Regions from separate parts of the Zea mays genome. Here region 1 is linked to region 2. Evidence: chromatin contacts called from public Hi-C data. All regions are on one chromosome and are shown on one strand. Each heading gives the region's core, a stretch centred on a gene start, on an enhancer-like site or on the middle of the called end of the contact. The rest is flanking DNA. Distances are from core to core; before and after follow the strand shown. Region 1 holds the start of LOC103637995 (Major facilitator superfamily protein). Region 2 holds the start of LOC100502328 (DBP transcription factor).

Region 1 (7,687 bases), core at 3,516-6,015, 300 kb before region 2:
CGTCGCCGTCGCCAAGCACCGCCTCGAGATCCTCAAGCTCGCCAGGAAGGAGTCGTCGTCGTCCCACCGCAAGGCCGCCGCCATCGCCGTCGTCCTGCCGTGGCGCGCCACCAGGCTGCTCGCCGCGGCGGTGCACCGGTCCGCGCGCTCGGCGCTCGGTCGCCTCCGCGCCTGCCGGGACCGGAACCGGGAGCGGGGCAGGGACAGGGACAGGGCGGCGGCCGTCCTCGCCACGCAGCGCGTGCCTTTGCTGCGGCACCGCGGCGGGAGGGTCGCGCTCGCGCATCGCCACAGCAGCTGCTGGAGCAAGGCCGCGCCGCCCGTGGCTACCATCCGTACTGGCGGGAAGCTGCTGGTCAAGACGCTGCCCGCGCCCGCTGCCTCCATAGCCGCATGCCGCCTCGTGAGCACGGACGTCTGCAGCTGCGACGAAGACGAGGAGGTGGCGGTGATGGACGGCGGCGAGGCGATGCGGTGGGAGTCCATGTTCCAGGACCTGAGGCCAACTTAGGCCCGGGCGCTCGCGTGCCGACGAGTGCGCCCTGTTCTTGCCTCTTCCTGCCGCCATCCAACCGTGCACGTACGCACGTACGTACCGCGAGCGAAGACGACGCCAGTGCTCGGTCAGTGGTCACCACTGCTCACTAGCTAGCTTACCTGCTGTCTTGAGTGTCTGTCATTGCAACCGTGTAAAAATAATGCCCATGTGTCAGTCATTCTCTGAAACTTTGAGCCCGGAATCGATGCATGTGCACGCACACATGACATGACACACCACACAGACGTTGTAAATTCTGTTCTCGCTGCTTGTGCGATCGGATCACGAGTTTATGATGATCAAAAAAAAAATGCCTGCAACATTTTCGTTCCTGGCTTCCTGCTGTGAAGTATTTTAAGGGCTACTACTCGTGTGTCCCAGTTCTGAACTGACAGTCGCCACTCCCCTCAAACCGGGGACACGGCGTCTGGATGTACGGACGTAGATCTGTCGGGTTTCGGCTAAAGTTTAGCTGGCCAACCCTGATCACATCTCAACCACTGCCTGTTCAAAAAAAAAAAACTTCAGTTCTGGACTGCTGATGCTGCCCAGGCCTTGAAGAGACAACATGATTGAGACCTGAGACGCAGTTTGTTTCGCATTTTACGAGAAAAAAAATGCAAATTCGTCTCCGTACCATATGCGATCTGCCAAAATGTCCGGTAAACCCGTGTCGTATACAAGCAACATTGTTCTACATAATAAGTAGGGATTTCAATTATACACCCCCTAAAACTCGGGCCTCGGCGTCGGCGGCTAAACCGGGAGCAAGCATCTGCTGCTGCACGAGGCCATCGCTCCCTCCTCCTATTAGGCCAAGAAGGACCCAAAAAATACAGCCACAGAGCACAAGACTAGCGTGCATGCTCATGAACTACAGCAGGCCATTAACGAAGCTATTCAGAGAGGCCATACCGGATTTTTATTCTAGCAGCAGAAAACAACAAGGCTTTGTATCACCGCCGGTCAATGCGCAGAGTTCCTGGGCTGGCTGAAGGACCCCCCTGCGTAGAGCATCTGGTACACGGGCCGGACCCTCACGGTGAGGACCGTGCTCAGCAGCGTGCCCAGGCAGGCCGCGCCGGCGAGGACGCAGAACGTGAGCCTGAAGCAGCTAGGGCCGTGGCACGCGACGACGTCCGACCCTGCCGCCGCCGCGGCGGCGTGCTGCCTCTCCACCTCGAGGTCGTAGACGTACCCCGCGAGGGTGTTGAACAGGTACGCGCCGACCGGGTTCGCCAGCGTGATGAAGTTGTATATCTTTCCGAAGTGCTTCAGCCCGAAGAGCTCCGACGAGGTCGAGATCACCACGGAGAGCAGGACCCCGTAGCATAAGCCGAGTAAGGCGACGGAGACGTAGAGCGTGGCGAGCCGGCCCAACGCGAAGAGCAGGTACGTGATTATCATCACTACCTGGGTGCATATGACCAGGACGCTTCGTGGGAGTGTCCTTGACCTGCGGAAGAAGATTGCAAGTTGACCCTAGGAATGCGGTGGTGCCACAATTTTGAATCTCAACAAAGTCATGTATAGCACTCACAACATAACAAACAAGAGAAAGCTGTTCCCTACATGTTTCTACACATAAAATTCATGGTTTTTTTTTCTTACTGTTTGTCTTCAGAAAACGGACCCGGTTGCAAGCCTTACTGCTTTGTCAGGCTCTCATGTTCTCTACTCACAGTTTTTACCCAACCTATTGCTATTGGCCAGCACGAGAGAAATTCAAAACCTGAGACTGCAATGCAGTTTTCTAATAGTTCGAAAGGGAGCTAACATGGTTACTACATTTGGGACGCGAGGAGCTATAAAGACACAATGGTTCGCTACCAGATAGTATCTCTCAGTAGTCAGTGCCCACTAGGCCAAAAAAAGCAATGTGAAATTGATAGAGCTATTAAAAGCCAAGAATGGCCCCATCACATGAAAGCAATTATTTCAAAAGAGTAAATAGATGAGTGAATACAAGATATTCTGTTACCTGACAAGATACTCGGAAACAGCACCACCTCCCAGCCGGCCAAAGAAGTTGCAGAAACTGAAGACAGAGAGTGAGATGGTTGTGTCGACAGCACCTGCGGCGATTCCTATCTGTGCCAGATTATTAAGAACGGTGATTCCAGATCCAATCCCAACAAAGCATATTGCAAACAGAAGCCAGAAATCGGCCTTCAGTATCGCTTCGCGAAACCTGAAATCCTCTCCCCTTCTTGGTCTTCTTCTCTTCGGCTTTATGGCCCCTTCACCCTCGGCTAAGAGGACATCGATGTCTGTGGAATCATCTTCTTCAAGATTACCGAGGTTTGATTCGGAGGAAGAAGGCAAAAGCGGCTGTGTGTGATCATTATCAACTGTTGGAGAGTGTGAATCCAATGGGTTTTTTTTCTTCGGGAATAGCGTCATCTTCAATGGTATTGCCAGTGGAGCGAAAATGAGAAGAACCATAACGACAAGCAGAGAATAGTTCATAATGTCATTGACAGCCACGACGTGATCCAATATTGTAGCCCCAACCAGATAAACCCCAAGAAGAACGCTTGCCACTTGCGCAAACATAAAATGGACTTGCTCTGCGTTCGTCTCCACCAGAGAGGGTTCGCAGGGCTGAACAAAGTACATTCCCAGGAGGCACACGGCAGGAATTCCCAGAGCGAGAGAGAGCAAAAGGTTGATGGGTGAATCACGGAGCACTCCGGTGTATATTTCAGTGTAAACAGCGGCACTTAAACCCGAGTACCCTTTCAGAATGCCAGCAACGGCACCTCTGCTGAGCGGGAAGTTCCTCATGTTGGTCACTAGAACGGCAGTCGCCAACCATGCACCACCATTTGTAGCAAGACATAACGCAAACCAAATCTGCAAAAAAGGTCATTAGTCAATTTACACTATCCATCGAAGTAAATCATGGAATGGAAATACACAGCTTGCTGGCTTAGAGTAGGCGAAAAAGCTTGTCTCAAGTTGAAGCTAGCAGAAAGCTAACCACACTCAGAGGGGAAAGAGGAGTGGTGCTAATTCTAGAACACCCGACTCTCCAGTGAGATCTGGCGTGTAAAAGTCCTAGATACGGGCATATTGCAGGTAAACTAAGTTAATTGCTGCATTTTTATTGACCCAATCACCCAAGTGCAGTGAAAATTTGTTTGTTAGTGTTTTTTATGTTCTTTGTCGAGGATATTTTCCTAGTGTATGGCACGCTGCACGCAGCCTGTCCTGTCCCCCCTTGTTAATGGAATCTCAGAAAGAGAGATCTATTTTCCCTCAACCTTTACAGCATAGCATAAGATGTTTAACCATTTTTTAGGGTAATAATGGAGAATAAATCCCAACATCACCATAATAATCCATATATTATGTTTATTACTTGCACAGAGCAAAAGTGCCAAAAAAAGCGACCACTTAAACAATGCCTTCCACGAAAAACTTGCACATCAACAGAGTAACTCAACTTCCGTTTCACGACCATAAACAGGATCTTAAAAATCGACCAGTAATGTCTTTCAGGGAAAAAAAAACGATCAGTAAATTGATGAGAGGTAGCAAAACGAAGAGCGATAGCGGCGGCAGCTCACCAGCCAGTAAGGCAGCGCGGGCGCGACGCCGGAGACGAGGAGCCACGCGGTGCCGTACCCGAGAAGGCACGCGCCGGCGCCGATGAGGAGTAGCAGCGCGGGGTGGAGCCGGTTGCAGAGCACCCCCGGGAGCAGGCCGAGGTTCTCGCCGACGTCGCAGGCGACCCCGAGCAGCGCCAGGCGGCTCTGGTCGGCGCCTAGGGCGACCTTGAGCGCGTGCGAGTAGAGCGCGAACGTGGAGCTGGCGCCGCCCGCGACCTGCACCCACGCGGCCGCCCCCAGCCCCAGCCAAGGCGGCCGGCTCCCCGCCTTCACCGACGCCGGCCCCCGCATCTCGCTCGCCGAGGGGAGCACCGGAGCGGCGTGCGCGATATGCAGTTCAGACGTACAGTGGAGACCTGGAGAGGGGGAGGGGAGCTGCCGTCGGGATCGCGGGTCGGTGTCTCGGTGAGCGCAGTATGGGTGTCCGCGGGCGCCGCGCCTACAGTGTCCGACTTGGAACTTTGGGAGCTGTGCTTCGCTTGGAGCTGGGGTTTGCCGGTTTGGGTTGGGGTCCGTGTGCGCGCGGACGCGTGGGTGGAGGACTGGCGGTGGGAAAAGGTGCGGGGAAAGTGGGTTGTCGAAGATAGATGGCAACGTGCTACTCTCTAAAGTTTTCTTACTCTACGGTAGGCGGTAGCGTCTGGGTCGTAATAACGCTACGATTTCGAAGAAATAATGAGTTAAGAGATATCAATGACATGAGGGGATAGATTGATGATGGTAGCGACGCGAGTAAGTGAAAAAAGGCAACATGACACGGGAGAGAGAAGAGAGAGGGGTGAGAAATGATACAAATGATAATTGTCTATTGGATTTGAGTAATTGAGAGAAGCTATCCAGCGATCTAAACTATTGATTTTGATGGTGTATTAAGTCTGGATACAATTTATTTGGTAGATAGTGTAGGTTATGTGCATGTGAGTGATTTGGTTGAATGAGTTTTATATAGTTTAAAGTGGTAGGTTGATGCATTAAAATTCTACCCAAAATCAACACATAGGCTATTATAAATAGCAAACTTATATGTTTTTTTTTTGTAATTTTAATATTGCCGATCTACTTTACATTGATGTGATACAATTAATTTGTATTTACCTTCAAATATTGTATTTTGTAATAGCGTATGTGGTATTTCTTTAATGTCATATGCAACCAATTATTCACGTCGTCATCGAGTGAGTCACATGATGTTATGCTCCTCGAAGTGGTAAAGGAGAGCTTTTGCAATATGCCCGACTAAAATGAACTTCAAGTGAAAGTCGCCTAGAGGGGGTTAATAGGGCGAATCTGAAATTTACAAACTTAAGCATACACTACAAGCTGGGTTAGCGTTAGAATTAAATGTGAGTCTGAAAAAGAGGGCGAAAACAAATCACAAGCGAATAAGAACGGATGACACGGTGATTTGTTTTACCGAGTTTCGGTTCTTGCAAACCTACTCCCCGTTGAGGTGGTCACAAAGACCGGGTCTCTTTCAACCCTTTCCCTCTCTCAAACAGTCACTTAGACCAAGTGAGCTTCTCTTCTCAATCAAACGGGACACCAAGTCTCCACAAGGACCACCACACAATTGGTGTCTCTTGCCTTGGTTACAATTGAGTTGGAATCAAGAAAGAAAGAAGAAAAACAATCCAAGCGCAAGAGCTCAAATGAACACAAGTATCTTTCTCTCACTAGTCACTATTTGATTGGAATTGTCTTTGGACTTGGGAGAGGATTTGATCTCTTGTTTGTGTCTTGTATTGAATGCTATAGCTCTTGTATGAGGTGTGAAGGCTGAAAACTTGGATGCAATGAATGGTGGGTGGTTGGAGGTATTTATAGCCCCAACCACCAAAAGAACCGTTGGTGGAGGCTGCTGTCGCATGGCGCACCGGACACAGTCCGGTGCGCCAGCCACGTCACCCGACCGTTAGGGTTCGACCGTTGGAGCTTCTGTCTTCTGGGCCACCGGACAGTCACTGTTCACTGTCCGGTGCGCCTTCTGGCTCTGCTCTGACTTCTGCGCACTGTAGCGCATTAACTGCTCTCTGCAGACGACCGTTGGCGCGAAGTAGCCGTTGCTCCGCTGGCACACCGGACAGTCCGGTGAATTACAACGGAGCGGCTCCCAGAATTCCCGAAGGTGGCAAGTTCAGAGTTTGGTTCCCTGGTGCACCGGACACTGCACACCGGACAGTCCGGTGCGCCAGACCAGGGCACACTTCGGTTGTCTTTTGCTCTCTTTGTTTGAACCCACTTGGTCTTTTTATTAGTTTGTTGTGAACCTTTGGCACCTGTAGAACTCATAATCTAGAGCAAACTAGTTAGTCCAATTATTTGTGTTGGGCAATTCAACCACCAAAATCAATTAGAAAAAGGTGTAAGCCTATTTCCCTTTCAGTCTCCACTTTTTGGTGATTGATGCCAACACAAACCAAAGCAAATATAAAAGTGCAGAATTGAACTAGTTTGCATAATGTAAGTGCAAAGGTTGCTTGGAATGAAACCAATAATTATTTCTACTATATATGCATGGATGGCTTTCTTCTTACTTAAAATTTTGGACCACGCTTGCGCCACTTATTTTGTTTTGCAATATTTTGGAATTTTTTTCAAAAAATCTTTTGCAAATAGTCAAAGGTATATGAATAAGATTTTGAGAAGCATTTTCAAGATTTGAAATTTTCTCTCCCTGTTTCAAATGCTTTTCCTTTGACTAAACAAAACTCCCCCTTAATGAAATCCTCCTCTTAGTGTTCAAGAGGGTTTTAGATATTATTATTGAAGAGGGTATACTAATTTGAAATTATATCAAAAATAAGATACCACTTGAAAAACATACCAATTAAAAAATCTTTTCTTAATCCATATTTGAAAGACTACATTTTTGAAATTGGTGGTGGTGCGGTCCTTTTGCTTTGGGCTAATACTTTCTCCCCCTTTGGCATGAATCGCCAAAAATGGATACCTGTGAGTTAAATATAAGCCCTTTTAACTACTTTCTCCCCCTATGGTAAATAATATATGAGTGAAGATTATACCAAATTGGAGAGCGGTGTGGAGCGACAGCGAAAAATGAATAATCGATGGAGTGGAGTGGAAGCCTTGTCTTCGCCGAAGACTCCATTTCCCTTTCAATCTATGACTTAGCTTGAAATACACTTGAAAACCACATTAGTCATAGAAAAGAAAGAGATATGATCAAAGGTATATAAATGAGCTGTTGGGACCATGCTTCGTCGCCGAAGGTCCTGCAGGAAGAAACACCTTCGGCAAAACCTGTTTATACGTGATACCAAAGTTACCACTCATGAAGCTTCGGTATTATGGCGTATCCGAAGATGAAGGATCGAACTGACTTAAAGGTGGAATGACTTTTTAGTCCATAAGGTCTGAGTCATAATTGTAATCTTTTGTAAGGGGTATGATTGTAATTTCTTACAGGCTGCGTCCTGTGCCTATAAATAGTGAACAATACTCCTTTACTGTTCACGGAATCCTGTAATTGCTAACGCATTACTCTGGAATTATTGTTTTCTGTCAAGGCGAAGGT
Region 2 (7,327 bases), core at 4,546-7,045:
GACGATTACTTACACGAACCATCTGGTTGCTGAATGCCTCATGGCTCTCTGCATCCAGCCGAATACCCTGCACCCTTGCCATCACCAGGAACAGAACAATGACGACCGCCACCGCCACCAACGGCGAGGAACTCTTCTTCATCTTGTCTCTGCGCGAGGGTCTTGGACCAGTTCGGTGATGAAGCTCAGTTGGAATGGAGAAGACTGAAGAGCTGTGGTCTCTACTGCTTGAAGCTGAACCATTTGACTCAGATGAATATATACATCTTTGCTCTGGAACACTACCCTGGCCCCAAGCCCCATCCAGTGATCGGTGTGCTCATGTCTGCAGCAGAGGGGTTGCCTGAAGTACCAATGCGAAGACGTGGCAATAGTTTATGTTCTCTATGCCGGCCTTTGCAGAGGTGTGTCTACCCACAATATGGGCCTTGTTTAGGCCATTGCCCCCCTTGATTAGGTGCCAATGCATGCTTGAAAGTACCAAAGAGAATTATAATCTTGGCAAGTACTCTGCCTGGTCTCAGGTGTGACATACATCTGCCCCTAGAAACTTGTGCGCTTGTCTGCAGAGGAATGTACACGAGCGCGCATATTTTTTCCCCCCAGTGCATTCCTCGAGTAAAGTACAGCTGTACAGGCGAACTTGTCAGTTCGGTTGTTTCACTGGCATGTCGAAAAGGCATTGTTTTGACCTCGTTGCAAACCGACGACACCGGTCAGGCGACAACGGCCGGTGTTTCCGCAACCGAACCATTCTGTTGCTTACATTGTTCTCAACCGTGTCCAGCTTCATAGTTTTTGTATCATGGGAGAAAGACCACCCGAGTGAACAGTCGTGCGAGAACAGGAAATTTGACCCAGTCCTGACACATTTCAGTCAATGAATTGTTTTGTTTTGTTACATAACGGAAGGCAAACATTACACAGTGAGCTGGGAACTCACAGCTTCTTTGCCAGATATACTTTCATCTGCTTAAAATCTCTCACAGGACAGAGCTCAAATCTGTTGGTTCAGTCACCAACAAGAATAGTATCAGGTTTGTTGGTTCAATCACCAACAAGAATAATATCAGGTTTGTTGGTTCAATCACCAACAAGAATCGTAACACGTGTCGCAGTCGCAGCAACGGGTAACAGCTAACGACAATGAGGAGCCGAGATGACTACAAACAATTACAGCTCGGCAATGCGGCACAGCACCTAAAATCGCGACAAGAACGCAGCTACTGCCTTCCCAGGAGTATCCTGAGGCTATTGAGCCCTTCAGCAGATATGCTCCTCTCCACCCTACCAGGACGGTCCACTCTGATCCGAGGCGGGGCCTCCAGGTGGAACGAGACCAGCACTGCAGTCAAGTTATCAGTAGCCCCCCGCCTGATCGCCTCCTCGACGATTTCCCTGCAGCACAACTTCACATCGTTGTGCTCCTGGAGGCGCTTCCGGGCGAAGTCCACCGAGTTCTGGTTCGAGAAGACGTCCCAGATCCCGTCGCTGCCAATTATCAAGAACTCGTCATCCTTCGTCAGCGTGGTCATCTTGAGCTCTGGGTCAGCACTCAGGGGACCACCTGTCTCACCAGCTCCTTTCATGCCCTCGAGATGCCAGTCACCAAGTGCTCTGGTGACTCCTAGCAGACCGTTCAGATAGCCATCGTCCACGTAGCCACCAAGCGATTCTACGCGCAGTTTTTCGCTGAGACTGCAAGGCCTGTGGTCCATGGACATTTCGACTGCGGTGCCACACCGGGAAAGAACCGCCCTACAGTCACCGGCATTAGCGACCAGAAGAGACCTGCACGGGTCGTGCAAATTCTTAGCATTGGTCAAAGAGGTTCAACAGATACAAGTGCAAATAAATTTAAATGTATAAATATAGCATAAAGTTAGAGAGCGAGCCAGCGAACGACACGTCTGTGCATTGCCAATTCTGAAACGAGATTACAAATTTGAAAAAAAACCCTAAAAGAAACTAATAGATATTGGGTACATGCAAACCTGTACCAACCTATGAGGATCCATCAATGGCCTAAAGTTTAAACAATGGGCCTCTATGCTTCCGAATCCCAAATTGTTATATGCACACAATAATGGTTGAAGGTCTAAAGGAGAACAGAGAATAGACCATGATGTGTTGAGCACAATCAGTTCAATTTATATATGAACATGTGAGTATGTAAAAGTCAAATCATCTTTTCTGGTTCACAATACCTCACCCGATATTAACTACTGTGCTTTAAAAAAAAGAAAAGTGAGCACATACCATCGCACGTTAGATAATTTGTACAAGTTGATTTAGAATTTTGTGCTACTTGGCATCAACAGAAGTCAATATTCAAATGTTTGTGACAAAGATTAGAACATGTTGAAGACTAGACATAGTACAGCACAGTTTCTGAACAGCCATGGTACTAGCTCTATACATCTTTAAAAGGCAAAACTTAAAAGGAGATGAAATATTGTACAGACATGATTGAACACTGTAGCCTCAGTTCTAAAAGATACTTGACACATTTTCACCAGATGTTCACCAAAATATTTCTTATGTAATCCATATGATAGACATCGAACAATAAGGCTTTCTAAGGAAATCGATTACATTACATATACAACTCATGGTATCGATAAAAAAACTCTTAAATATACTATGAAAAGCTGGGGAAAATCATACTTGTGACAGGAAAGTACCTTCCAAAAACCATTGCTGTAAGTGCAGTTGTACCGGAGGACGATGCTCTATGGAGAGAGCATGTCTCAGCAAACTGGCAATCAATCTGCATAAAGGACCTTCTCACAACTTTTTCAAGCTGAAGAGGGAAATCTGAATCTTCCACAATCATCCTTGGTAAATTATCACAAACGAAATGGGCAGCATCTTTTCCACCGTGACCATCAAAGACCTGATTATTGAAATGGAGAAAATTGTTACCTAAGAGGAATATCAAGTTTTTGTGAATCATTCATGCATACTGACTAACATGATTATCTAGGTTAACTGATGATGAGCAAGTGTGCAACTCAATAAAATTATTGAGAGCCCAGATCTGAATTTGTTCCAGTGATCTGACAAAAAAACAACTGTGTACATCATAACAAGCAGAATCGTTTTCTGGGAGGAGAAAAAAATATTATAAGCCTATGTTCAGCTTCTGATATTACAATGAACTACACATATGATATACTTGACACAACGAGCGACCTCAACGTTCTACTGCTAGGCTGGTGCAGTATGGACCAAATTTGTTATGAAGTCCTCTTCTTTATATGGGGTGTTCTAATGATGTAGTCAGAATTTACCATCAGCATAGACTGCTTGTTGATTTGCATGTTTGGCAATATGATTGGTCTATGAAACTAGGAAAGGTAAAATAGAGTGGGCAAGACGGCAAGTGTGTACCCCATAGAATGAAACAACTTCATTATCTAATGATGGGAAACCAAAGTTCTTAGCAAGGTCTGGAATGCACACGTGGGTGTCTTCCATGTATTGGCGACCTCCAATATCAGACCAATCCCCCGATCGGATTACTGGGACAAAATTGCTTAACTTCTGCCTGAAATCAGCAGAAGTTGTATTTTCACAAACTCTCTCCATCTGCGTGTAAACAGAAAGGATCAGTGCACATGAATGCAATACAGGAAGCACTAAATGTGAATCTATAGATAAGCTAGCTGATCTAAATTACATGCAATCACAAAGTCAAGTTAGCGCAAGTAGCATTGCCATAACTACTTGAACATACTAATAAGGAAACTCCATTACGTCAATTAATCACAAACCAAAATCCAAATGTCAATCAATTCAACTTTGGTGCTTCCACTCAAACAAATTCAGAAGTTCCTGTCAGAAAGGAGCGCGTTAAACTATATGAGACATTAACTCATCTATTTTAATGAATTAGTTTCCCCTTAGTTGGAACAGTAAAAAGTTTTAGAAATAATTGTCCATATGCAGAGCATCAATGGCTAATATGGTGCAACAAACAGAGCCTGAGTTCGTAAATTGACAAACCATGTGAAATTACAATCTTCAGCATTTTTTGGTTATCCCTTGGCACAAATTAATGCTGGTAATCAACATTACCAGTCTATAAAAGGAAAACCCACCCATGACAGTAACACCTAAAATCAAATCACAGTAGCTCACAAGCCATGGAAGAAAAATCTAGCAGTTCCTAACTTCCTATCATGATGTGGGTACCAACCCTTCCAAAGTCAGTAATCACATGGACCACTTCAGGAAAATGATGCCTTCACTGGTATCAGCACGGAAAAAAACACGTTTTATTTCATTACATTTTAGCCTTGATAGAGAAATCAAGTACATGTGCCCTTGGCAAGTACGTACTACTCTGAAGAAATTTCAGCTAGTCAGAAATACACGGAAAATATGCTGTCTTGAAATATCCTCTCAAGAAATTTCTAGCATTTCCTGTTCGCTACGTACAATAGTCAGAAATTAGTACTACCTGTCTGTCACAGCACCTCAGAATGAGCAAGGAAATGATCGGACAGTTTGACAAATTTTAGTATAGAGTACAAAACCGAAGCAACTTAAGAAATAATGAAAAGCGTGGGCCAGCCGCAAACAAACAACTGCCACCGTTCACCAGGAAACAGCTACCTAACATTCCAGCCACAATTGTGGTAGGGGATTACCAGAGGTGGTAGATCTTAGGTTGTAATTGTGAGAAGGAAAGTGTTGAGGAGAGTAGATGGAATTAGCAGATGGGAACTAGGAGATAAATCTTGCTTATTGATTCTGAACCAAACCAGCCATATATATAGGCTGTTTACAAAGAGTCCCTAACAAATCCAACTAACAAAGATTTGATAACAGATCCATCTAATCTAAGGCCTAATGGGCCCATTAACTAAGCTGTTACTATTCTGGCGCCACCTAACTTACAGGCGCCCATATATGACACGATGCAAGATTAACTGTACAATGCAAGAAACCTAACTCTGCCTTATTGAACAGTTCAAATCACCTCCTGATCTACACCTTCATTAGCGCCAACTGAACACGAAATCGCCTAGATTCTAGCAGAACTCAAGGGAAAAAAAGAGAGACAGATGGATAAACATAGGCGTGTACTCGAAGCAAAGACAATCATTGTTTCCTTTTGAATCCATCCATTATACCAGGATCAAGCACTTAAACGAACCGACAGAAAAGTATACCAGATTCACGGATATACATCGAAAGTTTCATCCACGCAACAAGATAACCACCCAAAATCGAATCTTTAATTATGCACCCAGCCGTCAACACGAACCTGAGCCAAGGGAAACTTAGCGGGCTCCTCGACCCCTGGGTCTCCAAAACCAAACCGTTCGGCGTCCTTCGGCTCCTCCACGCACATGACGCCACCGTCCGGTGCCTATGCCGTTCGTCTAGGCACGAGGCACAGCGCGTAGCTCGCGCTCCGCTGGTAGGAAGAACAAACACGAGGAGAGGACAGAGATAACAGAGAAGCGAAGCAAGTCAGTAAGGAGAGGAATAATTGGAGTGGGAGGCGAGGAGGGGAAGAGGAATCCGAGGAGAGAAGCAACACAGAAGATTCTTTGGGAATATTTGTGGGAAAGAAAGAAGGGAAAGAAATCCTCATGTGAAAGAGAGATGGTGTGTGGGGAAGGAAGGAAGGAAGGGCATGGAGATTGCAGTGGTTGTTTGTTGGACCTCGGTTTTTTTTTATGGAGGCAGTCGGGTGGGGACAGTGGACAGTGGCGACTGTTGACTTGACGAGGAGAGGAGACTCAGGAGAGAGGAACGGAGGTGCGGTGAGCAGTAAACTCTGATCCGGCAGGAGAGCTGTGAAGAACCAAGGAGGAAGAAAGGCACGTGGTGAACAGGCGTCAGATCCGACATGACTCCAAGAGAAACAAGAAGTGAGAGAGGAAAAGAGCTACAAATTTACAGTCGGTTAAACGTAACGCTGGCGATATGGTACGTATATGGGTAAATAATTATAAATAATTATTTATTAGATATGGGTATATTAGATATGAGTATTGTGAAATTTGGTATCTGCAGGTACGGTTATGAATATAATAAGGTATCCGTGGATAATTTTTCGTGACATCTATACCCGTTACCCAATGAATATATGACATGTGGACTATTCGGATTTAATATATTATCATAAATTCTTATTTTTTATTTTTTATCCATGACATGTTGTTTGGTGTTGATTGAAATTATCATTTGATGCTGCTGGAATGATAATAATTTTAAAATGTGATAAAATTGTTGTTTGTGGTTGAATGCTAAAATTGTAATGGGTGGACGGATAACATGTACCCATCGGATAGCGGATACCCGGCGGGTACGAGTATGGATACAGATCCATATCCACGAACGTTTATGGGTACGGGTATATGTTGAGTTTTGTCTTGTGGGTATGGTTCGCGAACTATAAATCCATATACTAACCGCCTGATTGCCATTCCTACTCTCTATAGCAACATATATATTATCTCTGTATCATTCTATAGTGAATGTTTGTAATAGTGCATTCTATGGTGAATATTTGTAACAGTGTATCTATACAGATATCTATAATTGTCTTTAACACTTACACTCTCTATATCACCTCGATTTCTACATATAAGCTTACTCAGATTCATAGATAACATCACTCTTTCTTCATTTAATTCTTTGCCACATACGATAGATGCTGACATGGGCTCTTTATAGAGAGCTGACTTATTACTATTGTGGCTACCTTAAAAACTTTATTGGATAGAAACTTTATTGGATCATGTATTAATAGTTAAAAGATAGATCGCAAAAATCCTTACTTATGCACCCAGCCCATGTGGGGCTAGCCGAGGCACAACAAATTAATGTTGCTCGGAGCCCAACAGTTCATTAAGCACACCTAACTCAAGAAGAGGTCTAATCACCCCAAAAGACTAGTCCGATGGGGAAAGAGTGACTCTCTCTTTTAAGGTGGCTTTCTACTCTCAAGTTAAGCGAGGTGAGATAATTTTGAAGCTCACACGGTCGTCGTCCTACTACAATTGGGCCAATTGCGTCTTTGCCAACGGGTATTAGTGGAGGATGTCCTCATCATTCACACCTTTTTAAAATGAGCCCTAGCTCTGATACCAGATTATACACCCAGCCAGGTGAGGTTGCCCAAGACATAATAAATTAGGGCTGCCCGGAGCCCAACAATTCATTAAACACACCTGAAAGGGAATTAGGCTTACACCTTTTCCTAAAATGATTTTGGTGGTTGAATTGCCCAACACAAATAAATTGGACTAACTAGTTTGCTCTAGTCTATGAGTTCTAAAGGTGCCAAAGGTTCACAATAAGCCAA

What was found. A called contact is a pair of places that touch in the nucleus more often than the background predicts.
Region 1: a contact with region 2 is called in a Hi-C map of ear, with 3 times the contacts expected there. The contact joins the promoter of LOC103637995 here to the promoter of LOC100502328 in region 2. A contact is called at or near these places in 2 of 25 Hi-C or Micro-C datasets (ear and tassel).

What each region holds. Positions count from the first base shown.
Region 1 is chr9:15,877,800-15,885,486 of Zm-B73-REFERENCE-NAM-5.0, reverse strand. It overlaps LOC103637995 (Major facilitator superfamily protein), which reads right to left and starts at 4,765. Exons shown (of 3, transcript XM_008660995.4): 1 at 4,111-4,765; 2 at 2,520-3,394; 3 at 1,149-1,994. The coding sequence starts at 4,443. The coding sequence ends at 1,505. LOC103637993 reads left to right here. Exons shown (of 1, transcript XM_020543924.3): 1 at 1-888. The coding sequence ends at 511.
Region 2 is chr9:15,583,835-15,591,161 of Zm-B73-REFERENCE-NAM-5.0, reverse strand. LOC100502328 (DBP transcription factor) reads right to left here and starts at 5,795. Exons shown (of 4, transcript NM_001196806.2): 1 at 5,276-5,795; 2 at 3,394-3,591; 3 at 2,685-2,896; 4 at 838-1,791. The coding sequence starts at 5,362. The coding sequence ends at 1,224.